2 separate regions of the Anser cygnoides genome follow, and region 1 is linked to region 2. Evidence: chromatin contacts called from public Hi-C data. All regions are on one chromosome and are shown on one strand. Each heading gives the region's core, a stretch centred on a gene start, on an enhancer-like site or on the middle of the called end of the contact. The rest is flanking DNA. Distances are from core to core; before and after follow the strand shown.

Region 1 (4,921 bases), core at 1,842-4,341, 150 kb after region 2:
AGAGCAAAAGGAGGGAGCATGGGCTGAGTCAATAGGGGCTGCCAGGCAGGGGCAGAATCCTTTGTTAAGTCTCTATAAAAATAGTACTTACATCTTTATTATCCGGGTGCGACTGCCTTTAGGAGTTGCAATGGGTCTGAAGAAGTATTTAATGAAGCACCAAACCATTAGCTTTCATTCAGTAATTTGAAGAGGGTGTTTCATGTTTAAGCATGTATAAGATAAAATCTCACAGGAGAAGGAAGATGCTGGTTAAATTACTTGGGAGCTGATTTACAGAACCCTTCTGGTTCATTTCTTTGTTCATTCTTTAACTTCTCTGCTGTTTCCCTCTTCATAATCACAAGGTAGTACTGAACAGATGGGCACCAAACTCAATGTGCCCTGTGAGTCTTAAAATCCTTTCATATAGTCCACCAGGCATGCCTTCTGTAACAATATTTTTCATTTTCAGGAGTCTTTTTCTAACACGGAGTGAAATGGAAATAAATGATCTAGTCAAAATGCAGAGAAACAGAGGCACAGAGTTGTCCATCATAATGCAGAGAGCTACAGCCTGTGAGCCAAGATCAGAGCAGGGAAGAAAACTTGAGACTCTGACTCCCCGTCTCCTCTGTCTGCAGTGATTCCAACTGACGCTGTCCCCTAGGCCAGATCTAAAGGGGTGACCTAGACATAAAAGACTCGTGTCTATGCTTCTGAGCAGCCCAACTTTAGTGGCTAATCCAATTGTTCTTTGGCTTGGGAAGTGGATTTTTTCCTTTGTTGTTGCTCCTGGTTCCTAAGCACAGAATCTGGAAGTTGTTTGTCTATCTGTCTAGTAGTTGTACTTCTGCCCTGATACCCAAGCTGCTGATTTGGAAACACTTCAAAAGACTTCCATGCTTCAAAGTGGCTGTCTTGACTGCTATTACAGGCAGTTTTAAACGTTTTCTGATTATGGATCAGCATTTACTATGCCTCTTAAGACAGGGCTGCTTTATTTATATATCCTTTTATTGAAATATATAAATGAGTGTCCTTTGAGATAGCTGCTTTGTCAATCCCAGTGTAAGATTTTTAGTAACGTATTACCACAAAGAACAGAAAATCAGAGGAAGGCATCTGGATAGGTTTGCCAGTTTTTTTAATGAAATCTTTCCCTCCATTCCTTCTTGAGACAAATGTGGAGTTCTGCACTGGGCATGCTATCAAATTCTCTGGTCTAGCATATGGCTCATAGTCATCTTTCTTGTGCTCTTAAACTTTCCCTCCTGTTCTCATCTTTTATTTTTCTCTCTTGCTCTCATGCACAATTTATCTGCTTTCTCTCCATCTTCCTGTCCCAGACTTACTCATCTCATTATCTTTTCTGATGCCAGAAAAGATGCTGTTGGTTTACCATATGCTGTTAAGAGGTGCTGATATCACAAACACCAGTTGCCCTGGCTTGCTGTTAGCTTATTGATACATCCTGCTACTCTCATTGAAAGTTTACTCTTCCCTCTCTTCTGTGACTTGATTTGATTCCCACAGGGTATTTTGTATGTTAGATTTTTTTCAGCACCAAAGGCAGATAATATTCTGGGAATACTTGTTGACAGCTGACTTAAGGTGTAAATTACAATGATGATATAAACTCCTAGTTTTAAAAAATAATAAAAAAAAATGCAAGGGGATAGTTCACAGCTATTGTGTGAAGCACTTCTTTCCTAGGATATTGTGGACGACTTTGCATAGCTTCAGAAATACATGGAAGGAAAACAAACTAAGCTAAAAATTCCCATGGGCACTGGTGTTATGTTACATTTATGACATCTCTGGACTTCAAATTGTTGAAGTCTGAGTTTCTTCTGGAAGTTCCAGCATTGTGTTTTTGCTCTGGTCTTGTATTTTTCCCCTGAGCACTGTTGGACATGGGATACCAGACTACCTGGGCTTTCAGCTTAAGCTGGTGCAGCTGCTCTTTTCTGGCCTGGTTAATTATCTTTGTGTTTAGAATACCTGTTTATCATTCACTTCCATTTTATATATGATTAAAATGTAGGGGTATAGGACTATAGTGATTTAAGGGTCAATTTTTTTCAGACCCCTTCCCCATTTGCAGCTGAGCCTCTTGATCCCATTATAAGCAATTCAGGCTCCCTTTTCAAAGTCATTACGTTCTTCATCCCATTGCTGCCAAGAGGGTGTTTCAAAGCTTCATTTTCCAGTGCTTAAAACCTATCTTTTAATTTCCAGTTGAAATTTATTCATGGCCATTTTATATCCATTTGTCCTTGTGCCAACTTTGTTCTTTAGCTTAAGTAGCTCTCTGCCTTCCTCAGTGTTTACTTCCCCCTGTCCCAGTGTGTCTATGGAGAACAATCAACTCCCCTTTTATCCATTATTCTGCAAAGGTGACCAAACTGTGATCTTTAAGACTCCCCTCATGAGACTCCTCTGTTGCCATAATCACTTCCTTAGCCCTTTTCTGCACTGTTCCTTCTGAGTACTATACACAGCTGCTCAGGTGAAGCCTTGGTGAAAACATTCATGCTTTCCCTTCACCATTGGCAGTGGCTTTTCTGAGCCCTGATCTGTCCTTTACGCAGTTGTGTCACCCTGCTGGGTCACACTTGTCCTAATCCTCTAATGGGCTCATATATCCAGGGTGTCCTTCTACTAGCTTCCAAATTATGAGCCCCTGCTCATAACAGAAATTCTTATTTAAACCCTAAATGCATAACCTTGCACTTTGACTATTACATTTCATCCCATTTCTATTGCTTCAGAACTCAAGAACATCCTGTTATTCCTGAAAGATAATCTGAACTCCCCGCTGTTGGCAATGGCTCCAACACTTCACACTGTCAGCAGATTTTGTTAGTATACTTTGACTTTTTGTGCCAAGGTCATTAAGGAAAGTATAAAATAAGATCAGTCTCAAAACGTATCCTTTAACTTCTACATGTAACCTCCCCCCAGCCTAATAATTCCTCTTTCAGCACAACTCCTGTCGCTGCCTCTTTAACCAGTTCCTTACCCACCTTGCAATTCTTGTACTAATCCCCATCTGTTATCTTAGCTAATAACTTCCAGTATGGTACTTTTCTGAAGTACAGATAAATTAGATCTATTGTATTTCTCTTGTATAGAAAAATCAGTTATTTTATCAAAGACATCAAGTTAGCCTGACTTGATCTACTGGTTTAAATTCATTTTATTCCTTAAACCTGTTTTATCCATTTGGCACCTTAAACTCATGTATTTAATTATTCTTTCTCTCAAAACTTGTTCTAAAGCAATGCATAGTATTGAGGTCGGTCCACTGGGTCTGCACCTACTTATGAGAAATTGTAGAGTGTCTGCTGTAGGACATACAGAACGCTGCATATCAGCTATGACAATCTTTGTGATGAATCTCAGTATGTGATGAGCTGAAATGTACTAGTTTTGTTTCCACTTCATTTTATTGTGGTACTGTGTGCAGGCGTGGACTGAGATGAGGATGGCTCTAGGCTGTTAGTCTGGCATGTGGGAAAACCAGCCAGCTACAGTTGCAGGGCTGTAATGTTGCTTCACAAGTAGATGGTTACTGAAAAATTCTTACAGTAAACCAGATCCCTTCTAAAACTCTCCAGATTTCTTCTGCTTGCATCCAGAAACACTCTGGTCCTTCCTTCACTCCTTCACTGTTCTGGTGTGATCACCTTAAGCCTGCAGAGACCACTGCGAACTCCAGCATGTAATGTTTGTTTTATCAGAGAAAAACATGCTGTAATGTGACCTCACTGAGGTGCTCTGGATGGTCTTTTTAATTTGCTTAGAAATGTTTACTTTGTCCTGAACATGAAGACTTAGGGACAGAGTGTCAGTGGAGGTAGCATATCCCTGTCCTGAGCATGCAGAATGGCTGGTGGCTGAAGGTATTCCTCCCACCAGCTCAATGATTGTTGTTTAGGTGGAGTTAAAAAAACAATGAGAGCATGACTGTGCTTCTGCTGGTGAGATTTTTAGCTGCTGATTTCTTGTTCTGTCTGTATTTGTGGGTAGTTTTTATGTTTTTATTTTTTTTGTAATAGTGGTGTTGAATTCTAACAGTTTCATTATGGAAGAATGACAGTATACAAGGATGTCGACCCAATATCAACAAGAACCAGTTCTCAAATCTTTCTTAGTCTCAGCCACTGTCAGGGCACAATGAACAGCAGCTTGATGACAACAAATATTTCTTGCTACAGGATGATAATTGGTTCAGTATGGGGAAGTTAATATGATTTTATTTGGGGATTGGTTTGTAAAGAGATTACATTTTAAGGAATCCATGGGTATGAAGGATTTTGTAGCTGTATTTATTCAATAAGCTATGAGCACTTGAAATTTCACAGCAGTAAGCCAGGTTAGAACAAGGATCATCTTGTTCCAGCAGCATATGGCTGGTAAAGAAAATCTTGCCTGGCTGGTAGGATGGGGCATATACTACATGGGGGCGGGGAGGGACAAGGATGTCTCGGTATGGATTTTCAAACTGCAAATGCAATTGGCCAGCTCTCATTCAAACTGGTGCTATGCTGAGTCAGGCAGGATGAGCTACTTACCTGTGCATTGGAAATAACACAGAGGGTCAACAAACATATCTGCATCTACTCCTCTACCTACTATGGGGCAAATAGTCTTACCACACAGCTTCAGCATCTTTCTTACAAGCCGTGATCTGTGTGGGGACCTTGACATGCTGCTGTAATGCAAAGTGTTGTCATAATTAAAATAAAACTTGCTTTCAGTTAAAGCTGATGGAAAGGAGGATGGGGTGGAAGCTTGTTTTGGGAAAATGGAGAATGGAGTGGAATTTGGCTGGAAATGCTGACATGGATGTCCCAGATTGATGCAGAAGTTATCATCTGCTGACGTAGATAGAAACACTGGTGTCTGGAATGGGCATGTGCTGAGTCTCTGATAC
Region 2 (5,425 bases), core at 536-3,035:
GGTTTGTGTATTTCATATCTACTGTCTTGTATACAAAATATATTGGAACAGCCTCCAACCTCAGCCCTCCATGTGAAAGGTTTTGTGAAGCTCTCTTTAAGGGGGAAAAATGCAACCTGACTTGGGAAAATATTAAAAAGTTATAATGCAGGAATTAGGGAGGGAGAAGACAAAGGAGGGAAGGAAGTAAAATTGGGAAGTTAAGAGTCTACAAGGATGAAGTGAAATGGAGATGTTTCTCTCTTTTCAAAGAAAATGAAGTGGAACATGAAGACTTGACTCAGTCATTAAACCTTGTTAAAGATGTGATTGCTGCAGTCAATAGCAAAGTCAGCAACTATGAAAAGAAAACACGTCTTGATGAGATTTACAACCGGACAGATAGCAAGTCCATCATGAGGATGAAGAGCGGTCAGATGTTTGCAAGAGAGGACTTGCGACATCGGAAGCTCATCCGAGATGGGCCTGTTTCACTGAAAAATGCAGCTGGACGGTTAAAAGGTAAGTCTGCTGCAGGGCACACAGCTTGCCCTCCCTGTGTGTAGGATTGCTCCTCAGATAGGCTTCTCCAACACTTACCTGTTCGTCTGCTATGAGAGGTTTTGACAGCAGCTTTCCCTGTGCTGCATACTCTGTTTCCATCACAGTGTTTCCAATACCTTGTGCTGTTTCTGAGGTGACCGATAGCTGCTTTTCCGCCCGGTGACCAGACGCCTGCTGAAGATGCAGGCTGCAGTGAGGTGCTGGGGCAGCCTTTGGGCCAGGAGGATGCTGGGGCTGCAGTTGTCTGGAGCAGTGAGTCAGATCTCTGTGGCAAAACACGCACGTACAGCGATTCCAGGAAGCGTGCTTGCTGAATACGAAACCCAGCCTCAGCTTCCTGGTGACTCTACCCGCCAGCAGCCCTGTACCTCCTTTGCTGCTCAGGCTCAGCGTTACCTTTCCCAGTTTCACTAGGCCTTGAGAGAGGTGTCCCAGGCATTTATTGCTTTTGAACCTCTCGAGCTGCTGACGCAAGCTGCTCAGGAGAGGCTGGGGAGGCTCTGGTGTCCCTGCAGCTGCCTCTTGCTTGGTTACGTGTGTGTCCATGTTTTCTTGAATTGCTTTTTGTTTATCATCGCATGGAAATGGTTTTTCTGAAGTGCTGTGCTCTAAAGTTCTCGACATGGCACTGAAGTTCTTTACTGAGTTAAGCACTAAATCTCCCAAGCAAGCCTTAAGCTGGGACAACAGCAGTGGTGAAAGCAGGCAGAGCTTTCTTAGGGCTCAGCAGGAAGGCTGGGCTTTCTTTCTTGCAGCTGATTCCTTCTTGCTCCCAGCATCAGCTGATTACACCAGGGTACTTGGGCATGAATGGAGATGCATAGTCTGGTGATGTGCTGGGCAGTGAGGCAGTGATAGGCGAAATTCCAAATCAGATAGGATTTATTTTGAGGTTCTGGAAACAGGAAGTTTACAGATGGTTTCCAGGCTCCCAAGATTGCTATTGATTTTAAATGGTGGATTAAGCAACTTATGCTGTGATTGTGAAATCTTTTGATAAGTACAGGCTGCATTTGCATTTATAAGTCATAGAAATGCCCCTGTCTGTAGTGCAAGCCCCCAGGGAAAGCAGGTCCTACAGAGAAACAGCGGAGCCCCATAGGAGAACAGCTGGTTCAGATACTTAGGCTATTTTATGGTATTTTAAGTGGAGCAGAGAGAGAAATTTAGAAGTTTTCTTGGATGTTTTTAGCATTTCCCCTTCTGCAGAGTGCGCAGAAAATATAGTGATAGAGAAGAACAGAGTCAACTGCTGACTTTTTCAAACCTCCCAGAGCTTTGAGTTCATTTTGCAGCTTTGATTAAAATTTGGTAGTTCTTTTTTTCTGAAAAGGATCCTGTCTTCCCAAAACAGAATGGAAGGGAAGAACCCATGGGATGACTTCACTTTTTGGTTTGCTTCCTGTCTGTCACAAGATTTCCCAAGTACATTACACAAAAACTCTTTGTACTGAGGGGTATGGGTGGGGCCTTATGCTTGGTAGTTACAGTGCAACTTCATGATATGTCATTAGGAGACTTGGAAGGCTGTATGCGTACTTTGGGAAAAGCCTGTATTCTGATTTAAGATCCTCAGTTTACTTGATATTACGCTTCCTTTTCCCATGAAAGAAAGCCAGGTCCTGCATCTCATGCAGGGCTATGTTGGCTCCCCTTGGAGTTAGCAAGGCTTGTATTTGTCTGCAAGCAGAATTAGTGGTGGCTCCTGAAGTCAGTATTTCCTGGGAAAGAAACTGCAGCTGACAAATGTTGCTGTTGCATGATAATTTACACTCCCCAAACTACTCATCAAGAGAACCATAAAACCCCAATCTTCCTGTGCAGATACTTTGCTCAAGGGCTAAAATATTGATTGTTTGAGAAAACAGCGCTTCTACTCAGTAAACGTCACTAGCTTTTGCTGTTACACCGTGTCCTACCTGTTAGGAAGCTTGTGGCTGGAGAGGAGCCCTCCCACCGAGGTGAGGGCCCTGCATGTTTCCTAGGGCAGCTCGGCGTTGCACAGCAGCACGGCCTTTCCAGGAGCTGTGCCTGCCAACCAGCAGATCGAGCAGCACTGCAGGCTGACCCAAAACCAGCCCTCACGCTCCCCAGCGGCCGGAGCACTGGTGTTATTAAAAGACAAATCTGTTTAGGAGTGGGCCGCATGGTTATATTGGTATTCTTTTCCTTTTGCAGAAGTCCAGGCTGTTCTCCTCTCTGACATGCTCATATTCCTGCAGGAGAAGGACCAGAAATATGTCTTTGCCTCACTGGTAAGGCTTCACCCTTTTCTTCTCCCTTGCTTTTCTGTGAGAGAGACCCTTGATATGGGTTCCTCAGTAAAGCCAGCCGTTGTCTGCTAAACAGCTTTGTTTTCCTGCTTATAACTGTTTTGTTTGTTGAGCAGGCTCCTTTCTTTGTGATTGGAAAGCATGTCTTTTTTTCCCCACTTACCCCACTCATGTTGATTTCTGCAGTGCCTTGGCATTGCTGATAATTGGCCTTGAAAATCTGCCTGCCACTCGATACACGTACTCATTTTCAGGCTGCGCAAACTGAAGCAGTGATCCCAGGGGGAAGGGAAGTAATGGGATAACACAAACATTGTAAAAACAAATCTTAGCAGAGGCTGATGTCCTAATATATTATGAACCGCTGTGGGGGGCAGGGAACACCACTGCTGTAAATTCAATAGTAAAGCTTACAAATAAATGTCAGAAGAGTATATTTGTAATGCAAGAAACCAAAACCACTCACCTTTGAAGGCAGGCTTCCTAAAACACTAGACACACTGACCTGCTAGAGAAAGTCTGGTACCTAATTGGGCCTGTTTTGGCTGTACCTTGCAGACATGGTTTAGACTAGGTGAACGTTTGTGTCCTTTTTATTCTTTGAATGTTTTGAAAGCTGATAATCTGTTATTCTAGTTCCATCAATGAGCTGCACAAACGCAGGGCCCTACACAGAGAGAGCTGATACCAAATCACCCAAGTGTAGCATCCTGTAAAATGCACAGAGGTGCTCACTCATGTGCTGGTGACCCAGAAGCAAAGGGACATTTTAACCTAGGCAGGCCGATTACACAAAGACCGTAGCTCACGATAAACATCCTTTTATATACAAGTCTGGTCCATCGCAGGAGTCAACTATGAGCTTCTAAGAACAGTAGGGTTTTTGTGGGATTTGAAAATAAGGTGTTATTCCATCCTACGGAAAGATTGTGACGATAAGGTATGTGAAGCAGCTAGCAAGCTTCACTGAGTTTACGGAGCTCTGATATTAATGACAGAGTAGAGAGTGTGGGCAGGAGGAGATGAGATCAAAGGTCTGCTGGAGATAGAGCAAAATATGGTAGAGTTTGCAAAACCACAAATTCAATTTTAAATTACTTTCCTGTTGAAATAGAGCAAGGTGAAATTGCTTTTTCTAGAGGACTAACGGAGGAAAACAAGCCTTTCCCTGTTGTGTGACCCCATCAAAATGCTATATTTTTTAATTAGCCAGTAGCGTCAAAAAATGTTTACAACCCAAGAGAGGCAGCTGTGTTGGTAATGGGACCTTTTGAATGTTAGTTCATATCTAACTTTTTGCCCTCCTCCACCATTTCTTTCCATCTGAAGGACCAGAAATCCACTGTGATCTCTCTGAAGAAGCTGATCGTACGAGAAGTGGCTCATGAAGAGAAGGGTTTGTTCCTGATCAGTATGGGTGTAAAAGATCCTGAAATGGTAGAAGTGCATGCCAGCTCCAAAGAAGAGCGTAACGGGTGGATAGAGATCATTCAAGACACGATAAACACCATGTAAGCTACCAAGCTGCTCTGGAAAGGCAGGTGATACACATAGTCGTGTTTTGGTGCTTATTGAGATGTGTGTCTCTCTCATCCAGGGATAAGGATGAAGATGAAGGAGTTCCTTGTGAGTCTGAGTTTGAAAAGAAAGTGTCAGACACGAGAGTCAGAGCACTGAAAGGTAGGAAACTGCCTGAGACAGAAGGGCAGAGCTTGAAAATTGTTCTGAAAAAAATGACTGCAATTGTCGTGTTAGATTTTGTGACCCTTTTTCATATGCATGGTTGAGCTATGACTTCTTTCAGAACAATGAGGGCCCTGCATCCAGCAAATAGTTGCAATCCATATTTACACCTCGTTTGCATTAGAATTTTCTGAGCCTGATGGGTGCTCTTGCTGTGCAAGATTGAGCCGAGGCACAGTTGTGTCATCAGGTTCCACTAGATGGGGCCAATATCTCAGGAATCGCTCTGCTTCCTTGCTGAAGCTTTTTCTGTCTTCATCTCTGTTTTCTGTTCACCCCCACAGAACAACTTCATCAGAAGGATAAGCAGATCCTCGTCTTGCTGGAGGAAAAGACCAAGATCTTCAGGGACATGGCAGACACCTCTGCTCAAGAGGACATGCCAGGCTCCCGACTGCTCTTCAGAGCCAACACTGAAGAGGCACCAAAAGGCGAGGCCATTATGAAAACTGCAATAAATGAAGGTGAGCAAGTCAGTGTGACACATTAGTTACACTAACCAGCACGCCTGCCTTCAGTGAATACATCAATTCTCAAGCACCGTTTTTGCAGGGGAAGCCTTCTTAATCCAAGTGAAAGAATAATAGCATAGATCAGGAGATACTGCTACTCATGGTATTGTGTTAGGGACAGGTAATGAGGATCAGGAAAAGAAGCAGGTATTGGTGGCTGTTGAAAGAAGGCAGAAAAGAAGTCTTAGCACAGTAAACAACCCTGCACTGAATCTGAGCTGGGATCAGGGGCAGCCCAGGATTTCGTACTTGTGTGAAAAGTGGACCATACTGTATTTTGCTGTGCTTCAGGCTCAGCAAGGATTGAAGGGGGACTCAGATTCCAGCAGGCATTTTTGGTACCTGCAAGAAACA

The links. Hi-C and Micro-C count contacts between places; a contact is called where the count stands out from the background.
Region 1: a Hi-C map of liver shows a contact between it and region 2, with 2.0 times the contacts expected there. The contact joins two enhancer-like sites. A contact is called at or near these places in 2 of 7 Hi-C or Micro-C datasets (both in liver).

Annotation. Positions count from the first base shown.
Region 1 is chr11:7,448,705-7,453,625 of Taihu_goose_T2T_genome, forward strand. The region is part of intron 5 of AGBL1 (AGBL carboxypeptidase 1); the gene reads left to right. Among named protein-coding and RNA genes, the nearest start is that of AGBL1, 41 kb to the left of the region's middle. Within about 2 kb of position 3,092, at least 1 of the 3 cell types and tissues checked has open chromatin away from gene starts, as enhancers often do. A contact at or near this core is called in liver, where this site is marked.
Region 2 is chr11:7,300,441-7,305,865 of Taihu_goose_T2T_genome, forward strand. AKAP13 (A-kinase anchoring protein 13) reads left to right here. Exons shown (of 30, transcript XM_067003876.1): 19 at 253-501; 20 at 2,722-2,798; 21 at 4,146-4,327; 22 at 4,414-4,496; 23 at 4,844-5,023. Among named protein-coding and RNA genes, the nearest start is that of KLHL25, 40 kb to the right of the region's middle. Within about 2 kb of position 1,786, at least 1 of the 3 cell types and tissues checked has open chromatin away from gene starts, as enhancers often do. A contact at or near this core is called in liver, where this site is marked.